Regions from separate parts of the Mus musculus genome. Here all the other regions are linked to region 3. Evidence: chromatin contacts called from public Hi-C and HiChIP or PLAC-seq data. All regions are on one chromosome and are shown on one strand. The core of a region is the stretch at or near the end of the contact, and the rest is flanking DNA. Distances in the headings are between cores, read along the strand shown.

The links. Hi-C and Micro-C count contacts between places; a contact is called where the count stands out from the background. HiChIP or PLAC-seq counts read pairs in DNA pulled down with a chosen protein or histone mark.
Region 1: a contact with region 3 is called in a Hi-C map of 3T3-L1-derived adipocytes, with 4 times the contacts expected there. The contact joins two enhancer-like sites. A contact is called at or near these places in 3 of 39 promoter capture datasets (3T3-L1-derived adipocytes, hippocampal neurons and liver), 2 of 484 Hi-C or Micro-C datasets (3T3-L1-derived adipocytes and liver) and 1 of 115 datasets of contacts at active chromatin or transcription factors (the NIH/3T3 cell line).
Region 2: an H3K27ac HiChIP or PLAC-seq map of the NIH/3T3 cell line shows a contact between it and region 3, with 8 times the contacts expected there. The contact joins two enhancer-like sites. A contact is called at or near these places in 1 of 484 Hi-C or Micro-C datasets (adipose-derived mesenchymal stem cells) and 1 of 115 datasets of contacts at active chromatin or transcription factors (the NIH/3T3 cell line).

Annotation. Positions count from the first base shown.
Region 1 is chr6:13,050,468-13,054,094 of GRCm38.p6, reverse strand. No RefSeq gene overlaps it. Among named protein-coding and RNA genes, the nearest start is that of Tmem106b, 17 kb to the left of the region's middle. Within about 2 kb of position 1,569, at least 58 of the 459 cell types and tissues checked have an H3K27ac peak or open chromatin away from gene starts, as enhancers often do. A contact at or near this core is called in 3T3-L1-derived adipocytes and the NIH/3T3 cell line, where this site is marked.
Region 2 is chr6:13,028,888-13,032,439 of GRCm38.p6, reverse strand. No RefSeq gene overlaps it. Among named protein-coding and RNA genes, the nearest start is that of Tmem106b, 39 kb to the left of the region's middle. Within about 2 kb of position 1,284, at least 12 of the 459 cell types and tissues checked have an H3K27ac peak or open chromatin away from gene starts, as enhancers often do. A contact at or near this core is called in the NIH/3T3 cell line, where this site is marked.
Region 3 is chr6:12,453,533-12,456,966 of GRCm38.p6, reverse strand. All of the region lies in intron 6 of Thsd7a (thrombospondin, type I, domain containing 7A), which reads left to right. All of the region lies in intron 1 of Gm38583 (a long non-coding RNA gene), which reads right to left. Among named protein-coding and RNA genes, the nearest start is that of Gm38583, 18 kb to the right of the region's middle. Within about 2 kb of position 1,641, at least 14 of the 459 cell types and tissues checked have an H3K27ac peak or open chromatin away from gene starts, as enhancers often do. A contact at or near this core is called in 3T3-L1-derived adipocytes and the NIH/3T3 cell line, where this site is marked.

The DNA of each region.
Region 1 (3,627 bases), core at 320-2,819, 600 kb before region 3:
TGGTTTGACTGATATTGTCCACTGTAGTCACCTTCTTTGATATTTGTTGTTCTTCTTATTTTCCTCTATTGTGGCTCCCTTGCTTCTTTTGATCTTTAATAACTTCATATCATATGAACACTGAACTGTATAAACATTTAAATTATTTTCTAGTGTGTATGTATCTTTATCATAAAGACACCTCCAACAGCTTTGTTCTATGAAACTAATGACAGACAGAATTTTCTTCTATTGTTTGAGACAGGATCTCATGTATATTCTAGGTTGCCCTGGAAATTACTATGTAGGTCAGGCTGGCTCAGACTTGATATGTAACACAGGTTGGCCTCTACTTTATTATCCTCATAACACAGGTCTCAAGTGCTAAGATTACTGGCATAAAAACCATACCTAATATACTGAGTTTGAAATAAATATTAATATTACATACTTTAAACCTGAAAGAAATGACCTTTTTGAAAAGTAAATTAAGGTAAAGAGATGAGTAATGAGAAGAGTTGATGGTGGTGATGTTTAAATAGATGCATTTTTCTTGTATACCTGATCTGATGATAATTATGAAGAACCACATAATCCAATATATGTAGTTAATATCATGAAAATTAGTGTGTAGATCTTCTTTTATGATTATCCACTTTCTAAACCGCTTTTAAGCTCTGCTAGAGCAAGGGTACTGAGGGAAAACAGGCATTTCTATAACATACAGAATTTAGGAACAGAAAATAAGTTCACACTGATTACAGAGAACAGATAGAGTTTGTAGTAGTTTTAAATCTGGTATGGATGATAAAGCAACATGCCATGCAAATCTTAGTCTGAAAAAGGACTTAGAAGATCCTGCAGAATACAGGAGTAGAGGGATGAGATTCCTGTTGCACAGAGTTGCAGGGATAGTGCCACAGAAGTGTGCCTTTCTGGACAGCTGATGAAATTTACTGCAGCTTTCCCCCTGGGATCTTACCCTGGGTTATAGGCCAGAGTGCTCACTAGGAAGGGTATGTATGCATCAGGGTCCTCATGCCTTGGACAAGGAAAGCACACAGCTGGCAACGCTAGCAATGACCAGATCTAGTATTCTGCTCTTCTCAGTGTACTGTTCTTGGCACTGCAGTTCATTTCTGTTCCATTTTAGGCTTGGAATGTGCTCATTATCTTCCGACTGTGCTCTCCCCCACTTCTTTTACTGATTAATCATCTTTCCTAGCTAATGTCATGGACCCAATAGGTCACCAGTTCTTTATTTTATTATTGAATTAATTGCCTACTTGGAAGTGCATTTTTCTACATTTCTATGGCTTTTTTTTGAATTTTTTGTTTAATATAATTATTCCTGTGATATCAGCTGACTCATTTCTACTGACATATTTTGTAGAACTCATGGAGTACTTGGCAGAACTACTTTGAGTCACAAATACTAAAGTAAACAATACATAGAGAACATTTAACAGACTTTGGCACCAGCCAAGCAAGCAAACCAAGAGATGTAATCTCTTTCTAGAGTGGACTACCCAATGACTAATGGAAAATTACAGAGATCACTTCTAGCTTTGACATTCCAACAAGGTGAGACTTTCACAAGAGATCAGGCATTAGTATGTAATAAATAACTAGAGCATGCAGGCAGAAAAACAAGCCTTGGATAAACAACGTGTGTCAGGAAGGTTCTACCTATTTCGTCATTTCTATTTCTATTTCCAGAATTTGGCTGGAAGAACCATTCAAAGTACATTCTGTAAAGACATCTTGGAGGGGTATTGTTGTTCTTTTTGTTTTTGTTTTTGTTTCGTTTTTGGTCAGGAATCTATGAGAACTATAGCAGTAAGTTTCCTGATTCCGTTTCATGAGGAAGCTTCTTCTTGAAGTAGATGGTAATTAACGCAGAGTTGCAGCTAGACATTGTACAGTGAGAGACTTTGGAGTGCTCAGCCCTAAATGGGATGTCCTATAAAACCCCTCCCTTCGAGGCTCAGGGCTTTATGTGGAACAGGAGACAGAAGGAGCCAAAGAACCAAAAGTGATGGGTGACTCCAATCCAACATGGCCAAAGCACATATGGATGAATTCAGAGAGACTGTGACATAGCATGCATCAGCTCTGCACAGGTTCAAACCAGACAAAATCCCATAGAGTAGTGAGCACGAAGTTGTACCTTAGCCACAAAGCTATTTACAATTGATACCAGCTGGAAAAGGAAACAGAAGCTTCTTTGGTGGAATTGGACAAAGTACACCCCCCCACACTCCAGGGCAGGCCTTTCCATGATCCTAACTCAAGTCCTCGTTCATTCAAATCCAGAGTTAACTTGAGTTTCTATTCAATATTTTATGGTCTAGAGACAGTTCTGGGAAAAATACATACTAAATTTCAAAAAATAATATACAACTCCCTTTTTATTATTCTCATCCTTAAACACCTTTGTTTACAGGAGAAAGCAGAATTGGACAGGGAATTCAAGACTATCCAATAGGTAGTTAGAATCTAAAGAAATATTTTAAGCATAATTTGGAATAAAATTTGCTATTATAAGTATTTAGCTTTCATTGTTTCATGCCAATCAGTGGGTGGAGCTTAAGAATTAATCCAAAGTGTTTCCATTTGTTCACTTATCAAATGGTATTGAGCATTATCTCTGTGTTAAGGGCTGCTCTAGACTAAAGGAAAATAAACATAAGCAGGGGTGGGTCTTGACTCCACTCAGCTTACACATCTGGGAATGCAGGCAAACTGGTTAAAACAGAGGACTGCCCTAAAAATGTCAAACAGTAGCAAGCTCAACAGAACAATGAGAGTCAGGGCAAAAAATAAAAGAAAGATGAGTACATTATTAATTTATGTGAATTCTTGTGAGGTTCTTCACTGGTACTTCAGTAGAGAGCTGATGAAACAGAGGAGCCTGACACGTGCTTCTTTGGAAAAGAACATCAAACAGAGGCATAGTAATGCTTCAGAGGTGGAGAATCAACATATCCTCAACCTGGAACTTAGGAAGAGCCCTGTGGATTTGAAGAATGAGTCCGGGGAGAGCTGAGGTCTCAGAATCTGTTTAGACAAACAGACCTTGTGATCACTGGCTCAACGCAGTGGGAAGCCACAAGACATTCGATCTGTGGAATATTATGGTCTGATTTACACTTAAAATATTAGAACGGTTCTTATGCAACCGTTTTTATGTTCAGTTTTATAAGGTCATTTGAGCAAAGTGGCTACAGATACATAGGCACTGCAGACTCCAGACTTGCTGGTAGCCACTCCATTCTTAAAGCAGACTCCAGTTAGCACATTGTAAGGAGCTGGAGTTCTTAGTCACAGAGATGAAGGAAAATTAATTCTGCTAACCATTTACAAATTTTTGAGCGATGCATTCCCAGCTCAAGAACACAGTAAATATGGAAAACCTTGCTGACATGTTTATTGAAGCATAAAACCCTAAGGAAGGAGCCAGAGAAGCTGTGCTTAAATTCTTGACACAGGGATACGGCTTATCTGTTAAGCTGTAGTAATACTTTTATGTTGTAGATGACAGATGATATAGTTTCCATCAAAACCATAAGTAGATGTAGTTGACATAAGTAGATAAAAGATCATGTAGAGTATAACATCTAAGAACTACCAATATAACTTTGAATA
Region 2 (3,552 bases), core at 35-2,534, 580 kb before region 3:
CTGTCTCAGCGTCTTAACTACTGGAATTGAAAGATTCTTTCGCCATGCTTGGATCTGTGATGGAGTCTTCACAACTTAAATAGACGAAAAATGTCCAGGAAAGTAGAAAAGCATAACCTGGGTGGTCTACGAGGGTTTCCCTGAAAACCTTTAGCACATGGGATAGCAGCTGAAGGTGAAGAACATCCAGAACGGCCCAGAGGTCCTGCATGGAGTGAAAGTGGAAGGTAGAAGAAGCAAGTAACACATTCAAGCTCTATTCTTATTTAGCAAACGTGTCACTGTACTGACTGCCATCTCAAGACATCAGACTCAAGTTTCTTCAGTCGTTCAATGCAGACACATGCTAACAACATTACAGAGAGCTTCTGTCTTTCAAACTCAGTCTGGGACGATAACGTTGGTCTCCCTTGTATTAAGGTTTCTTAGATTGAACAGCTTCTAGTTTCTCTGATTACCCTGTGTATAGAGAGTCATGGTTGAACTATCTGCCCCCAGATGTATGAGTAAATGTAACAAATATGTGGAAATTATATATATTTTGTGCATTATATATATGCTTTACTTGCTACTAAAATAAGTGAATAATATTGTCACAGCTAAATTATGTTCCCTTGTTATAAGTGCAGTTGAACATATTTCCATATTAGTAAAATTATTTAATTCAGCATAATGCATCTCTTCACCTATTTTGCTAATTTATTGACTACTGAATTGTTGGTTATTTTGTTAGCTTGAGCCATTAGTCCATCTGTATTAAGTATTATATATATACGTATGTATCATGCATATATTATATGTATATATATGTATATATATATGTATATATATGCATATATATATATATATATATCACTAAATCTCTGTCTTGCTAAATGCTATTTGTATTTCCTGATCTCCCCTTGTTATTTTGTTTGGGTTAAGAATTTTTATTATTCAGTTTCTGTTCTACTACTCTTGTATATTCTTTTATAGAAGAGCCTATATTCTATATGTTATAGCTAGGTTGTTCTTGGAACTGAATTCATTTTCTTTCCACTGCTGCTATAATCAAATGTTTCTTTAAAATGGACTATTTGTGCTTTATGATCCTCTCCACCCAGCCTTTCTTTCCTCATTTCTTTAGACTTTCTGCTAAGCAAGGTATGGGAATATGGTTACCAGAATGCCCACTTACATTTTTTTTATGTGATTTTAATTTTGGCTTCAAATATAGATGCTTGGAGAACCAGTACACTGTGAGTAATGTCAGGCATGTACAGCTGGGGGCATCCTTTCTCCAGTTTCCTGATGCTCTGGATTGGACCATGTTTGGCAGCTCTTTCATTTGCTGTGTCATTTTGTTAACTATGGTGTTCAGGCCTCTCTTCTGGCATTGTTTTCGGGGAGTGGGTGTCATTTATCATGTAATGGGCAAGCAATGGTTTTATTCAAATCTTTAAGAACTTTAATTCATGTGCTACAGTATTCAACCTTAAGTTCAATAGGATAATGTATGACCAGACAAAATAAAAGCAAATATATTTAGCATCTAGTCCACTTCTAAGCACTGAAAATGAGTGATGTATTATATCAGATACCTGGTGTACAGTGATCCTGTAGTTATGTTTGTTTTTGAGGCAGCCTCAGAAAGGAAAGCACAGCAGTTCAGAAAGTTGGAAGCTGTGTGATCCCAGAGGTCTAGTTAGGATGCAGCTGAGGGATTATGAACTAACTTCAAAGTTACACTTTAACAATCTTGATTTTTAAAGCCAGTACACATGCTGGAAAGAGGGCAGTCAGATAACCCTTGTGGGTTCTTGAGTAAGGAGTTTGGTATAAACTTCTGACAGACAATTTTTCCTGGTAAGTAGGAATCATTTTGTCTATTAAAAACTGTGAATGCAAAATTCACACTTAACCACCTGTCTAGAAGATAAGGAATCCTTAGTTCCTTCATAATCCCCACACAGTGTGTAATGAACACAGACTGGAATGCAGAATGCTATGGCCACTATGTTTTCCTGAAGACAGAACTGGAAAGAGAAGGATACCTGCACAGCTGTTAGGAAACTACATTATGAATGCAATTATGGTGACATACAAATACATACTTCAAGGTTGTTTTTTTTTTTTTTTTTTTTACTTTGTAGGATTACTTGCTTCAGGTCTCATACTCATTTTGCCAAGAATTATTATTGCACAGGAATATGGTTTTTATGCAGTAGTTTATCCACACATTGCCATTTATTTATATAATATATTTTTAAAGATAAAAATAGATAGACTGGACAAAAGCTCACATTTTATCAGTTTACCTTTTCTGTGGTGTATGACTCAGTTTAGTACTGCTGTTATTCCTGTTATTTTTTACTCAGTGATCATAGCAGAGGTAGGAAGACAGTTCCCTGAGCTGGCAAGGCAGGGGAAACAGAGGAATATTGGTTAAAGAGCATGAACTCTCAGATATACAAAGAGACTGCTCTGACGATCAAATGAACAGCCCAGTGACCACTGCCTTGTTGTATTGTAAACAATTTCACTAAAATAAATGGCCAGCTGGGTGGTGGAGATATACTAATTAAATCAATTATATTAATTATTTTACTATGTATACATATCAAATCTAAATGTTGTGTACTTTATGGAGTTTTGCCAATTATTATCGTGTATTACTACACAAGATTATAAAATTGAAAATGTTACCAATTTGGCATATTTGATGTTTAACATCCTCAGCACCAGGGAAATGCAAATGAGAACTTCCTTGAGAAGTCATAATGGCTAAGGTAATTCCCGGATGTAGGGAAAAGGGAACACTGACTCATTGCTGATGGGAATACGAACTTAGAGAGTCATTATGAAAATCAGTGTGGAGAATCTTCAGAAAGATGGAAATAGGTCAACCATATGATCAAGCTATTACCACTCTTGGGCATATTTCCAAAGGACTCTATATCCTACTGTAGAGATATCTACTCATCCATGTTCATTGTGCTCTATTCACAATACCCAGTAAAAGGAAATAACCTGCATGCCCATCAACTGATGAGTGGATAATGAAATTTCAGTATATTGAGACAATGAAATACTATTCATCTATTAAAATTTGAAACTATGAATTTTTTAGGTAAATATATGGAAATGGAAAAATTATTCTGAATGAGGTAATCCAGATCCCGAAATACAAATGTCTCATGTTTTGTCTTATCTTCAGATGGTAGCTTGGAATCTTCAAATATGGGTGCTCCATTTAGAATAACCATGGATGTCAGAGAATTACTGATGGTCCATGGGTAGGGATGTTCAAAGGAAGGGAGATAGAACACAGTGCTACAAAGCCTTAAAGAGGAATGACAGAATAGGAAGGGTTGAATTGACCTGAGAGATGGAAGGACAGGAAAGAGGAGTGGATTTTTAAAGATCTTTTTTAAGCCATATGGTTACCTATCTATTGCTGGAGAAGCTTGCAACACACACACACACACACACACACACACACACACTCACACACACACACACTCACACAAAAAGGGGAACTCACACTAGGCGGCTGTTCAGTGTCAAATGGTC
Region 3 (3,434 bases), core at 392-2,891:
TGCCTATGATGTACCATAACATAGGTAAACATACTTCTCATGATGGTTAAGAAATTCATATCTGAGCTCTGTGTGTACACATCTGTGGCAGCCACATAAGAATTATATGCTTATATGTAATAAGACTATATATGCTATGACTACTGTGCTATGACACCTCAGGAAATTATTTTGGCTCATGGTTTAAGAATAGATCCAGTCCATCGTGGGACTAGCCACACTCTGTCCTCCTTCAGGAAGCCCAAACTGGACAAGAAGTAATGAGGGGCTAAAGCAACTCCGCAGTGGCACATTTAAGAGTATTGCTCCGAAAACACTTCTACCAGCAGGGACCAAGTGTGCAAACCCAAAAACCTATTGGGACAGTTTCACATTAAAAGTATACATGTAATATCAAAACCCTATCATTTTAAATTATATTTTATGTTCATCAAACTCTTACATAATACTGCAATTATATCAGTTCTGTTATATATAACTGGTGCGTTGCTTCTGTTCTATGTTCTTGGAAATATTAATTATTGACAATGACAATCTGCTGACTGCTCAAACAGTTTTGTTTTTCTAAAAATATATTTTCAATTTGATTAGAAAATGTTATGATATTTAGGTTTTCTCATAGTTTGAAGTATATCTTAGTAGTGTGGATTTAAATTAAACAGCGTAGAGACATTCAAGTGAACTGGACTCATTGTGATCCATTTCCTGCAATCACAGATAAATGATAAATGAATGTCATGTATGAGTCATAAAAGAAGGCTTGCCTCTGTTTCCAGTGTATTATCCTCCTGTTCTAATTTAATAAAAAATAAAAACAAAAAACAAGAAAAGCTTTTAAAAGTGGATTTCATGATGGCTTAAAATGTAGCTTTGGTCAATAGAAAGGATAATATTAAATGTGAAAACATGATAATCTGTATAAAGAATGTGCCTGTCAGTTCTCAGAAAAAAGAAGTGTTTATCTCTTATAAAGCTGGAAAAAAGGCAGTGCAGTCTCCCTGCTGTCTCTGTTTTAAAAAAGTAATCCTGTAATCACTTGTCAAAGTCAAGAAAGAGAACAACGAACATTCTTTTTTTTTTCCGAACTCCTCTTTTACTAAATTGTATTTCCTATTGATTCGAGGTATGAGTTAATCATAGCCTTAAAAATGTGTTTATTTCCTTCCATTTTTGCCCTTTATCACAATAAAAGAATGGCAATAATTCTTTTGACCTGGAGTGATTCCCATTATTGCTCTGACTTCTCACACATACAAGAGGAGTTCTGAGACCCATTCCAAGGATCCTGTAGAGTTCAGCCCCTGGAGAGCTGTTTATGGGCTGGCTAGATATCTGTAAGATTATAACTATTTTCAAATCCAATTCGTCCCATTGCATGCCTTGAATATGTATTTTACTATTTTTTTTCTTCTCAGCCAGATCAGATGATGATTCCTCTGAAGAGGATTGGTTTTTACTTAAGGTTCCCTGTTAGGAAGTGGAGGCTAGGCGTTTTCTAAAGCAGTACAATTATCCCTGTTAAGAAAAAGCAGAACTCTGTTGTGCTAGAAGAAAACATGGTCAACATCTGAAGTCCAGCTTCCATTCTGATGAGTTGCTCACCAAGACAACAGAATATTTACATCATAGGACATACAAGATATTGCTGGATTTCAACACACTGACAGTTTGCCATTGAGAACCAGATTCTGAGAACTACCACCAAGACAGCACTCCTGACATTTTGAGAATAATCCAACAAATATTTAGAAACTGGTGAGTCAGTGGCTGTGGTACAGAAAACCCAACAAGGAGATCATTCACAGGGAAGAAGAAAATGAAATTTTTCCTGATCCTTAGAGTGATAAATCTCATCTATGACAACCACTATCATTTGTGGTAATCTGAGTTGAGCAATAAAGCCCCTAAATGAAGAAGTGTTTGGTTGATTTGGATAAAACTCAATATATGCAAGCACAAGCCACTAGTCAACAATGTGTACTAAAAGAATGACAGTCCCAAAATGTATATTCTCAAATACAGTCTGTAGAATATGTTAGGAAACAATAGGGTGAAATGTCCCAAAAGAAGATAAAAAAGAAATACAAGAAATGGGAAGGAACAATAGAAATAACTTCATGTAGGTACCAATAATTTAGTCCTATAAGAAAGGTTATTTTTCTTGTAATTACAAATCCTGATAGCATACAATATTACTACCGATTAAAGATTGGATCTGTTTTTATATTTTATTTTGGATGCACAAAATGTTCTTGCAGCTTTCAGATCTCAGAGGTCTCTTAATTCTGTGCCACCTGAGGGGAGTCCTGAGAGAAGATACTTCCCAATCTTAATGTTGCATGTTTATTAAGGAATGTGTCAGAGGTTAAGAGGCTTAAACTCTTAATAATAGTTCTTCTCAAGACCACACTAAAAACCTAAAATTGGGCCAAATGTTCTATCTTCTTTGTCTTGATTTCTGCTAAAGTCACTAGCTTTCTCTTAGTCATCCAGGCTTAAAATCTCTCATACTACTTTGGCTCCTCTCTTTTGTGTTCCTGATACTATCTGCTGTCAAGGCCTTGGTCAAGCCTTCGGAAAAATCTCCCCTATATCTGCTCCTTACACTCACAGCCACTAAATGCAGTTAAGAACCCTATCAGTAAACTGTCACTCACGTAGTCCAGCCATTGAAAGCACAGCGCCTGGCAATGTTCTCTGTGCCTCCACATTCTGTCCACTTGTCTTTCACAAACAGTGCTCTGACATTTATCATCCATGTAGGAAAGCCTGGTTACCAAAGATTAAAATCAGTTCTTCCCTGGAGTTCCAGGTCTACTCAGCAGGCTCCACTGGGCCTTCTGCTTCTGTCCTGGCTGCTGCCTCTCTGGACCTCTGCATTCAATTCTGGACCTGCGGTTGTCTTTGTCTTGACCCCCTATCTCACATCAAGTCTATTTCTTGGTAAATCTTTCTTCCTTCTCTTTGCTTATATGTTGTGAACCCTTTAAACATTATTTAAACTTATCTTACCTTTTCTAAAACAAAACAAACAAACAAAAAAAACAACAACAAAACAAAGTTCACTACTCTCATCCAGTCAAAATATGATATTTTTCTCGGGAATGACCTAAGATTTTCTTTATCAAGGACTATATTTGTTACTAGTAATTCTTTCTTATTTTCTATAATAATTATACTTTATATGTCTTATGAACTCTACCAAAAGATACAGTCTCTTAAGAACAGCCATTTTTCATTTTCTTTGATTTTATTTCTGTTACTATAATCAGTATTTCTGATTGTTATAGTCAATAAATACCTCTGGGTTATTCAATCATTTAAAAAGCATTTTAATTATGCTAATTACTGCATATTTAAAGTGTCACAGAGGAGACTAGCCTCCTGGTCTGTCTTTTATACTAATTCCATATTTTTGTCTATTCTTTAACAAG